Linked DNA regions of Neogale vison: region 2 is linked to region 1. A link is a contact called in public Hi-C data. All regions are on one chromosome and are shown on one strand. Each heading gives the region's core, a stretch centred on a gene start, on an enhancer-like site or on the middle of the called end of the contact. The rest is flanking DNA. Distances are from core to core; before and after follow the strand shown. Region 1 holds the start of PA2G4 (proliferation-associated protein 2G4). Region 2 holds the start of DGKA (diacylglycerol kinase alpha).

The links. Hi-C and Micro-C count contacts between places; a contact is called where the count stands out from the background.
Region 2: a contact with region 1 is called in a Hi-C map of fibroblasts, with 5 times the contacts expected there. The contact joins the promoter of DGKA here to the promoter of PA2G4 in region 1. A contact is called at or near these places in 2 of 3 Hi-C or Micro-C datasets (fibroblasts and muscle).

The regions. Positions count from the first base shown.
Region 1 is chr12:96,468,131-96,473,034 of ASM_NN_V1, reverse strand. PA2G4 (proliferation-associated protein 2G4) reads left to right here and starts at 1,894. Exons shown (of 13, transcript XM_044227245.1): 1 at 1,894-2,183; 2 at 4,088-4,216; 3 at 4,502-4,607; 4 at 4,699-4,768. The coding sequence starts at 2,096. ERBB3 (receptor tyrosine-protein kinase erbB-3) reads left to right here. Exons shown (of 28, transcript XM_044226295.1): 28 at 1-689.
Region 2 is chr12:96,638,995-96,643,898 of ASM_NN_V1, reverse strand. DGKA (diacylglycerol kinase alpha) reads left to right here and starts at 1,914. Exons shown (of 24, transcript XM_044228934.1): 1 at 1,914-2,086. PYM1 (partner of Y14 and mago) reads right to left here and starts at 2,014. Exons shown (of 3, transcript XM_044228940.1): 1 at 1,957-2,014. The coding sequence starts at 1,978.

The sequences.
Region 1 (4,904 bases), core at 645-3,144:
TGGCTGATGACTCAGCCCCCTGGAAAGAATGGAAAGCTTCAAATCTTGAGTGAAGAAAGAGGTTGGGCACAGATATTTAGAGTACTATTAATTCTGCATCTACTATGCCAGGCATCATGCTAAAGTTTACCTATGTTATCTCATCTAATGCTTACAACGATTCTGTGAGCTAGTTATTCTCCCATTTCACAAATAAGGAAACTGAGCCTTAAAGAGATTAAGTACATAAAGTGGTGGGTCCTGGATTCAGAATCTCCCATTTGCAGGTTTTCTCCCTGTAAGGTATCAAGGCAAACTGGTAAGTCAGAGTCCTTGTCAGGGCATTGTCGTCTTGTTTTTGCACTGAATCAAGTCTAACCCCAACAACCCCAGCCTCCTCCTACACCCAGACTTCTCATCTCAGGAAGTGGGGGAAGGGGATGGTCGGAAGGAAAAAATAACTGGACATTTTTGTGTAAACCATAATCCATATGTGCTGTAAATGATCACTTCTTACCCAAGGGACAGATTCACAAGAGTCCCAAGAGCCACTTTTAGGGTCTGTACTCATCCAGGGAAACAACCAGTTGGGATAGAAAGAGGACCCAGCTTCAGGCCTTTGCTCGGATGGGAAACGGGGTGTCTTGTTATCACTGAAGATTTTTGTTTTGTTTTTATACGCACCTGAATAAAAAAATGCCGGTTTTTCAGCTTCCTGTCTGTCAAATGTAAGAAAACCTTTAGTGTGTAAAGTCACCCCTTTGCTCCTCAGCAGTGGGTAGCCGCCACCGCATGCTGTTCTGTCTTGTGACCCCTTCTATTCTGCATCTTGCAGTTTACTCAGCCCTACTTTTCTTTGTATCTGCTGAAGACAAGCATAGCACACAGTCCTTTTCACTGAAAGCTTTTACTAGGGATCTCTTTACAGGACAACCCACCGGGAATAAGAAAAAAAAACCATGGGGCGCCTGAGTGGCTCAGTGGGTTAAGCCGCTGCCTTCAGCTCAGGTCATGATCTCAGGGTCCTGGGATCGAGTCCCACATCGGGCTTTCTGCTCAGTGGGGAGCCTGCTTCCTCCTCTCTCGATCTCTCCCTGCCTCTCTGCCTACTTGTGATCTCTGTCAAATAAATAAATAAAAATCTTAAAAAAAAAAAAAAAAACCAGAAAACCCACGTTTGCGAAAAAGCCTTATTGATGTGCCTCATGAGGTGGAACACTGAAACTCCCGTATGTTTCAGAACTCTTACTCTTGAAAAAGTCTATATGAACACTTCCCTTAGTTGCCATCAAAGCCTATTGTTGGAACAACAGTGCCATCTTCAGTGGAGTCTGGCTCCTAGACTGGGAGGCTGTGAATGGATGATCTCTCCGGACTCTTCGCTGCCCAGTTAGCCCCCGCTCGTTGCACCCTTGGTCTCCTACCACAGCGCTCTTGCCCCTCCCCGACCCCCAACATCAGAGGATGACTGGACCGGATGAGCCGGTCCCGCCGGCCGCTCTAGGGATCCGGGGAAGGGCGCACCCAGCCTCCCCGCCCCGACTGTATTCACTCCCCCATCGCCGAGGCTCCACCCTGCTCCACCCTGCGGGGCTGCCTCTACTCTCCAGGCCCCGCCGTAGCTCCGCCCCTTCTCCCTTTAGCCCGCCCCTCCCTGTTACGAGTTCTAGCTCAGTGCTCCTGGTGGATGTGGTTTTTCCGGGAGAGACCACGCTTCCCCTCAGGCTCGCCAACGGCTCCGCCTTCCTGCCGGAGCCTGACCCTTCCCGGCGTGCTTGGCGACTCCGGCGTGCGAGGCCCTCGGAGGGCAAGGCCCCAGGGCCTGGCTGAGGGGCGCGAAAGGCGGGCTGGGAATTGTAGTTCAAGAGTCGGCAAGGTCGGCTAGAGGCGGGGTGTAGAAAGGACTCGTCGTCCCAGCGTGCCTTGTGCTTCAGCCCGCGCGCTCTCAGCTTCTCGCTCTCGCCCGCCTGCCTGCTCCCCTGCTAGCTCGCGCTTTTGCTCGCGCTCTCCTCGCGGATCGAAGGGGCTCTAGCCACAGCCTGCGGCTAGAAGGGAGGCAGAGGCGGCGGCTCAGGGGGAACGAGGTTGCAGTGGTGGTGGTGGTGGTGGTGGGAAGATGTCTGGCGAGGACGAGCAGCAGGAGCAAACTATTGCCGAGGACCTGGTCGTGACCAAGTATAAGATGGGGGGCGACATCGCCAACCGTGAGTGCGGGCCTCGGGGGTCCGGGGATCGAGGCTGAGAGGGGGAGGCAAGGGGGACGGGGCTGGACTGGCTCCGGAGGGGCTGGAGCGGTGGGGTCATGCAGAGTGAGCTACTGAGGGCCCCTCTCCGGTCCGCTGGGGGTGGCGTGGTGGGAAGACTCCGTGTTGCGCCTGGGACCTGAGCCGCCAGGCCTGGGCTGGAGTCTGGGGAGGTGCGGGCCCGCTACCGGGAAGAGCGCAGAGCGAGGGCCCTCAGCCGTCTCGGACCTTAGGCCGTTAATCAGGAGTCAGGGTGCATCTTAAGCCCCTCACCCTTAGCTCCGGCTCCCTGCCTTCTCTGGTTCTGGCAGCGGCAAGGCCACCTCGAAAAGGAAGCGCCCAGCTGTTGGCGACGGAAGCGCCCCTCTATTTTGTTTTGGCTCCGCGGCGTCAGGGGCCCAGCCGGCACGTGTCGCCGGGTTCCCATGCGGATCGCCGGCTCTCTTCTTCCGCTACCGTCCCTGACACCAGCTTCCTTACCACGTGCTTTACTGGAGTCTTGCGTTTTTTACTAAAACTCCTTAGCTGGTGGGGCCCCCTTCTACCTTTGGGCCAGCTCAGGGACCGTTGGAGGGAACTCCTGGAGATCTAACACAGCTCTTGAAGATCTATCTGGCTTTCCTTGAAGTTACTCATTACTACCAACAATCTGTGCAGATAGCCTTAGTTAGCCATCAAATTTGATTGTTCTCTGGGGCTTGTCAATTCTGGGAGTGTTTTGAGGTTCTCACCTCAACTAGGCAGTCTTGTGAATAGTACTGAAGGGGGGGCTACTGATTTTAGGGTCTCAGACGTCATCCTCATTAGGACTGTGCTCTGACCTTAGCAGCTGCCTGCCAATCTAGGCAGATGTCTTACTTTCTATTTTCTCTCTATCCAGTTCACCTTTTCACTTTAATACCCAGTTAGGAAGACAGAAAATGGTGGGGTTTGGGCTTTTAAATGGTTTTGACAGTAAAGATAGGTATTTAGGATCTCTTTAGTCCTATGGCTGAAAACCTGAACCTTTCACACTTCCAAAGATTCACCAAAACCTAGAATGACAAAAATCAAACCTGTAGTTCAGGATAAGCCATGGAGAGGAGGACATCCACTGAACAGAACAATGCTTTATAACATAATGGGCATTTAATGTAGTACCCCCGCTTTGGGGTACTTTTTAGTATTAGTGGTTTGAATTAGAAAAAAATGTTTTCCCTTGCAACTTAGAACTCCGGGGCACTTGTGATCCCAGATACCAGTTTGAAACTTTTTTTTGGGTCTTAACACCTCTTTGAGATGTGCTAAGATCTGTAAGCCATGAGCCTGTTGAAGCCCAGGAAACTTAGGTTAAGTCCCCTTGGTTTATATACTGGTTGATGAGGAAATAAATTTACACAGATTGAGATTACTAACATCTAATTGGGGTGTCTGAGAAGGGAAGAAGGTAGCATTTAACAATGCATCAGCTTCGAGTCAGCATTTCTGTGTCTACCTTCCTGTTGTTCCTGACGCTTATAAATTTCTTCTAGTCTGCTTTGCAACATATGTTGGTTACCTTGGTGAGCACCCCCTTGAACTTCGTAACTGTCTTACCACGCTGCAGGGATCTTTGGAAGGTCTCCCTTGACTGGGGAGACAGATGGTGTTTATCCAGTTGTCACATTCTATAGGGAGGGAAGGGTGTGTTGACGTATTATTTTAGGAAAAGGAAGGTAGAAATTTAGTGATCATCGGTAGGTATATTCCAGGAGGCAAAACTTGTTCACTCTTTCAACCTTTGGGCAATGGCACTAGGGAATATTAGAAGCTCTAACTTTAGGTATTGTTTGGATGGTAACTTAGACAACACATGCAGGGCTGACATGGTGGGATTCTGTCCCCAGGGGTACTTCGGTCTTTGGTGGAAGCATCCTGCTCAGGTGTGTCGGTACTGAGCCTGTGTGAGAAAGGTGATGCCATGATTATGGAAGAGACAGGGAAAATTTTCAAGAAAGAAAAAGAAATGAAAAAAGGTAAAAAAAAAAAAAAAAATCCCTCACTAATTCCCCAAGTTTGACCCTTATTCAGTCCTGTTTGTTTTATTGTAATGCTATAACCCCTGCCCGAGCTTTGGTTGAGATATTTGGAAGTTTGGAATGGCAGGTGGGATACAAGCAGTTTCCTACCCAATCCAAACTGATTAAACAGGCAAGACCCTGAAGAAAATCCTTCCATTTTTCTGAGGGGCAGCAGGACTCCAAGAGAGATTGGGCCAGAGAGACAGCAAGGCAGTAAGGCTGATGATTGTCTCTTTACAGGTATTGCCTTTCCCACCAGCATTTCAGTAAATAACTGTGTATGTCACTTCTCCCCTTTGAAGAGCGACCAGGACTATATTCTCAAGGAAGGTGACTTGGTAAAAATGTAAGCTTAAGCCATTTTAGAGCACTTATCTTTTTCCTAAGCATTTGCGTAGTGCCAGTTGCTAATACTGTGCTCTGCTCTTGCCTTTTAGTGACCTTGGGGTCCATGTGGATGGCTTCATCGCTAACGTGGCTCACACTTTTGTGGTTGATGTAGCTCAGGTAGGTGGCCTGCTTTGAACTCTTCCACCTGTGGAGAATGGGGGAGAATACGCTGCTGCTTGCTTCTTATTCCCAACCCCTACCACCAAATACGTTCTGAGAGAGTCCCTAGAGAAATAAAAGGAAAAAAGTGTTT
Region 2 (4,904 bases), core at 665-3,164, 170 kb before region 1:
CACTTAAAAAATAAAAAGGTGAGAGTAATGACTGACCAGGAACTTCCTAAAGCTTTGACATGAAGCTTTTGAAGTTTTCTCAGGTCACAGCTTGTCTTCCATCCCATGCTTTACCTTCTGACTTCCACCAGAGGCCCAACTCAAAAGGTCTCAAAAAGACTCGTTTTAAAACTGATCTGCATTCCATACACACTTATTGCAAGTGTTCTAACACTGCCTTTCTTAACCCCTACTCTATTTGAACAATGTCCTTCGGGCTCACTGAGTCAGCATCCTGTCCTTAGCCTTGTTACTAATGATTATCACAGGTGAGAGCGTGGGCTTAAACCTTTAGAGGGATATGTTGCACCTTTCTGCAAGAGTGAATCCTAAAGTGGCCCTTGTCCACCACCAACCTTAACCCTCCCTCCCCTTGTGCCGCCAGACATTTTGCCTCTGTTCTGGGTTGGACAGGAAGTGAAACTCAATTGTCTGCCCAGCAGACCTGACTGGGACCCAGCCCTGGGCCCCGGATGTGCCCCCCCTACCCCACACAAACACACACCCTGTGAAGGAAGAGGAGAAAGAAGAGGCTGGGGAGAACAAGGCTGTTGTTTTTTCCTTTCCCTTTGTTCATTGCGGTTTCTTTCTTTCTGATTTTTGTGATGTGGTTGATTAAAGAAATGAGCACCTGGAAACAGTAGGCATTATACGCCTCCTCCTTAGATGTTTCTTGGCCTTTCTTCCCCTCCTACCCTCACCAATAACTGACGATGTATGATGGACCACAGATCTTAAAGAAGACACAAAGAAGCTTTGGGTATGACAGATTTCATCCTATTCCTTAGAGCGATCACCCCGGGCCCCACTTTGAAGTCTCAAAAAAAAAAAAAAAAAAAAGAAACCACCTTAACAGGAGCAATTTAAGTGCAAGTAGAGACATATCCAAGGATGGAGTGAAAAACACAGGTCATATGTAATGTGTTATCACCACTAGCATCGTTTGCAAGCAAAGCTGAGTGCCTTAAGGTTTAGTATCATTCTAGATGAGAGGTCCAGGGGCAGAAAACTGCAAGAGGTGCTAGGAGACTTGTTCTTTCTTATATTTTGTATGTTTAGGATAGCTTAGAGTGGGGAGGCTTTACACATACACATACACACACACACACACACACACACCCCAAGCCACTCTTTACTGCATTCCTTAAGTTGTGCTATGTCTTTGGCTGTCTACAGAACTAAGCACAGGACCTAGTGCATAATGGGCATTCAAGAGATTATGATTCCTTATGACTAAAGAGGTTATATAGGTAGGGGACAGGCTCAGTGGGTGGAGCATGTGATTCGATCTCTATGTTGTGAGTTCAAGCCCCATGTTGGGTGTGGAGATTACTTTAAAATAATAATTAAAAAAAAAAAAAAGAAGGGGAGAAAAAGCATGGGAATAGCATGGCCCTTGTCTTTTTAAGACTGGGAGACAGGAGCAGAGAGACAGACCTTCTCCAACCCCTGCCTCCTTCAGATCTCCAGTTCAGGTACAACAATACTCCCAAGCCCTATTTCTCAGCAGTTACATTTCTGATAAAAATGGAGGTTTTTTTCCAACAAGCCTGTATGGAAACATTCAAGAACTGCTTAGATCCCTTCATTGCCACTAGAGGGCCTCATGTAGTCATGCCTTCTCTCCAACCCCCACCAAAAGGATGTCTATATTATGTGTGTGGATATGTGTGTATACACACACATACACACATCACACAATACACCCTTCCAGTCAGAGCTCTCCCCTCCCCCTCTCTTTTATCACCAGGTGTAAGAGGGAAGATTCCAGGAACTCAAGCCCTGTTACTGTGCCCTAGTTCAAGGACGGGTAGGAGGGGGTTAGCCTGGGTTGGGGCGGGGCCAGGGAGGAGGATGCCTGGGTCCCCAGTTCCTACCAGTAAGTCCTAGGCCTCTGTGTATCTCGGTTGTACTCACCGTCAGTCCTGCCATCATCCATGCTGCCCCAAGAGCCTTAACAACTTCAAAACAGATTCCAGACAGGAGGAGCTGAAAGGATCTTCTCTCACCCCTACTTCTGGCGGGGGCCTTTTACAGACCTGCCAAGGTCAGCAGGTAAAGTGGGAGGGTTAGAGCATGGAGAAAGAGTGAACACCGACCTGAGTGCTCCTCGCACCTGAACAACCCAAGAATTAAGGGAAGGCCCTGAGTCTTGAGAGAAGGAGGTATACTTATATTGGGGAAAACAAGTCTGAGCCCTCTGGTGTTTGGGTTTTAGAGGGGTGAAAAACCTAGAGGCAAAGGTGGGCCTCAAACAGTGTTAAACACTGCGGAGCCCATGGGAGGAGGGAGGCATTTGTATCTCACGATGCAGTGTCTGGGACTCTGGGCTTGCTGCTGTGGAATCTTCTGAGTATGAATTCTTTCAGTGGTGGATGGAAAGGAGTTGGGGAGGGAAATCCCTGGATGGCGGCAATTAGGAGAGGGTCAGACGTTGCCTGGGTGGGCCCCTGCCAAGCTGTGCCATCAGCGGCCCTGCCTTCTATCATGACCTTCCAGGGCTGGGATGAAGGGAGAGGCTATGGGTTGATTAGAAAGACTGGAAGATGGATAGAAACCGAGCTGTCCCGAGGCGGGAAGAAGATGAGAAGCGCAGGATGTGGAGAAAGAGGCACAGGCCAGAGCTCTGGAGATACTGGGGGTGAGGGGGCGGCTCAAGCTTGGTGAACTGGAAACAGGGGCCTCTCCAGACCGGAGTTCCCGTAGTCGGGGGCGCGGACACTGGGCGCAGGCGGCCAGGCCGGGGCGGGGGGCGGGCAGCTGTGTCGTCAGGAACGGGGCGGCCTCGCGGCGGCCGCGCCTGCCTGGTCGGTCCCCTCCAACCCCGCTCGGGCTCCAGCTCCCGCGCCGGCGCTTCAGCTCCCACCGCGCGCCCTCCGCAGGCAAGGTAGAGACCCCGCGAGACCCCCCGAGCCTCCCACCCTCCCCACCCCCCCGGAGCCGGAGGGGGCGGGGGCCGCGGGAGGGGCCGCCGCCGGGCTGGGGTAGGGCTGCAGGGCCGAGGAGGAAGCCCCACAGCTGGAGCCGGTAGCTAGAAGGGTTTGCGCCAGGACGCGGAGGGCAGCTGGAGAGCTGGGCCAGAGCTCCGTAGGCAGCGTCTCCCCCAGACCTTCCCCTCCATCCCCCCTGTCACTCGGAGGGATGGTGAAGCTTGGCTCCTAGGGGCCCGAGTCAAGCGAAGTCCGTTTTGGAACCTACACAGCACTGCGGGCGGTGCACAGGGGTTCTTCTTTGGCCTCCTGGTGCCCAACTTCCCACCCCTACCCTTTCCACACCTGTCACCGGAAAGTTTCTGAAACTACCTGGGTCTGAATCCCACTTTTCACCTCTAAATGGGGGAAGTGAGCTTTACTGAGGAAGAAATGTGACTACTACTGGGCATCTCTTCAGCCTCATTACTATGAGCCCACATCCCCCAACCATGCCAACATCGTAACTTCCTCCTGTACTACATACACACACACTCTCTCTCTCTCTCTCTCTCTCTCTCACACACACACACATACCCTTAATCAGGCAACATTACCATCTGCAGTGTTTGTGGAGGCTTAATGAATTTTGAGACTTCAAGGCTAATTATTCCCTTGCCAGGGCCACTGACAAGTAATAGGGATGGGCAAGAAAGAATAGACCCTCCCTCGGTCCTGGGAAAGAGGAGGAGGATGCAGGCCCTGTTGTGGTTAAGAGATTCAGAAGTCCAGGTAATCAGGCCTGGACCTGCCTCTTGGGATTCTTGCTGGGTCATCCTGAATGTTCTGGGGGCATAGCTGATTCTTGAGTAATGATGAATTTATATGATTTGGAATGGGAGTGACAGATATTGAAGTGAAAAAGGAAACTTTAAATAATGGTACTGGCCTTGGAAATCATATTTATCTCTTGGTTACGAGCAATTTTGGTATTTACTGTTTAAAGTAAGATCTAGAAAGTAGAGGCGCTACAATTTAATGGAATGGACAAAGGACAGGATGTCTGGAATTTGGGTATGATCCTGAGATTGTGGCTCTCTGTCTGGGCCTCAGTTTCCTCCTCTGGAAAGTGTGAGAGTTGGTACCTCCCAGCTCTGAGGATGTTCCAGGAGTCTCTGCCTCCAAGTCAGCTTCTTACTTTCTCACCTCAGGTTGGTAGGGGTGGGCAGGGAAGCCAGAGGAGGGAAAGGAAGGGTGAGTCACAGATAGCTGGCAGGCGGGCAGCAGACCTCACCCGCCCAACCCTGGCATTCGCCTGGACTAGCCCAGGTTATAGCCTCAGGGCTGGGATGGAGCAGGGAGGACAAAATTGGACTTGTTACGGTTTGTTAGGGTCCAGGATCCTAACAGTTTATATGCCTTTCAGCAACACGGGCAGCAAAACTTTTGGTGAGACAACTCAGGAGGACAACTGAAAAGATACCAGGAGCCCTTTGTCTGAGGTCCCAGCCCAGAGGTGTCCTTGGACCTTGACAGTCTAGCTTCTAGCTACCTCCTCACCTCCCAAAGGCAGAGTGCAGGATCTCAATACTCCATGTCTATGCCTAAGATGACACAATGGGGCAAAGGGTATGACTGGGCTTCCCTGCTCTTGAGAGCCCCTTGAACTGTTGACTTCCTGGCACCATTTTTCCTAATGTCCAGATGTGTTTCTCCATGTACAACCTTTGTGTAACAACAACAACAACAACAAAAGTAAGAGCTAACATTTACTGAATTCTTTCTTTGTGCCATACAACTGCTTCCTCTGTGCCTTACAATAGCTAAGTTTATTGCATGTATTATCTTACCTAATCTCCATGCTGTGACTGATTTCTCCAGGTACACATTTTACCAATGAGGAAACAGATTCAGGAAGATGAAATAACTCACCCAAGAGCCAGGATTCTAATCCAC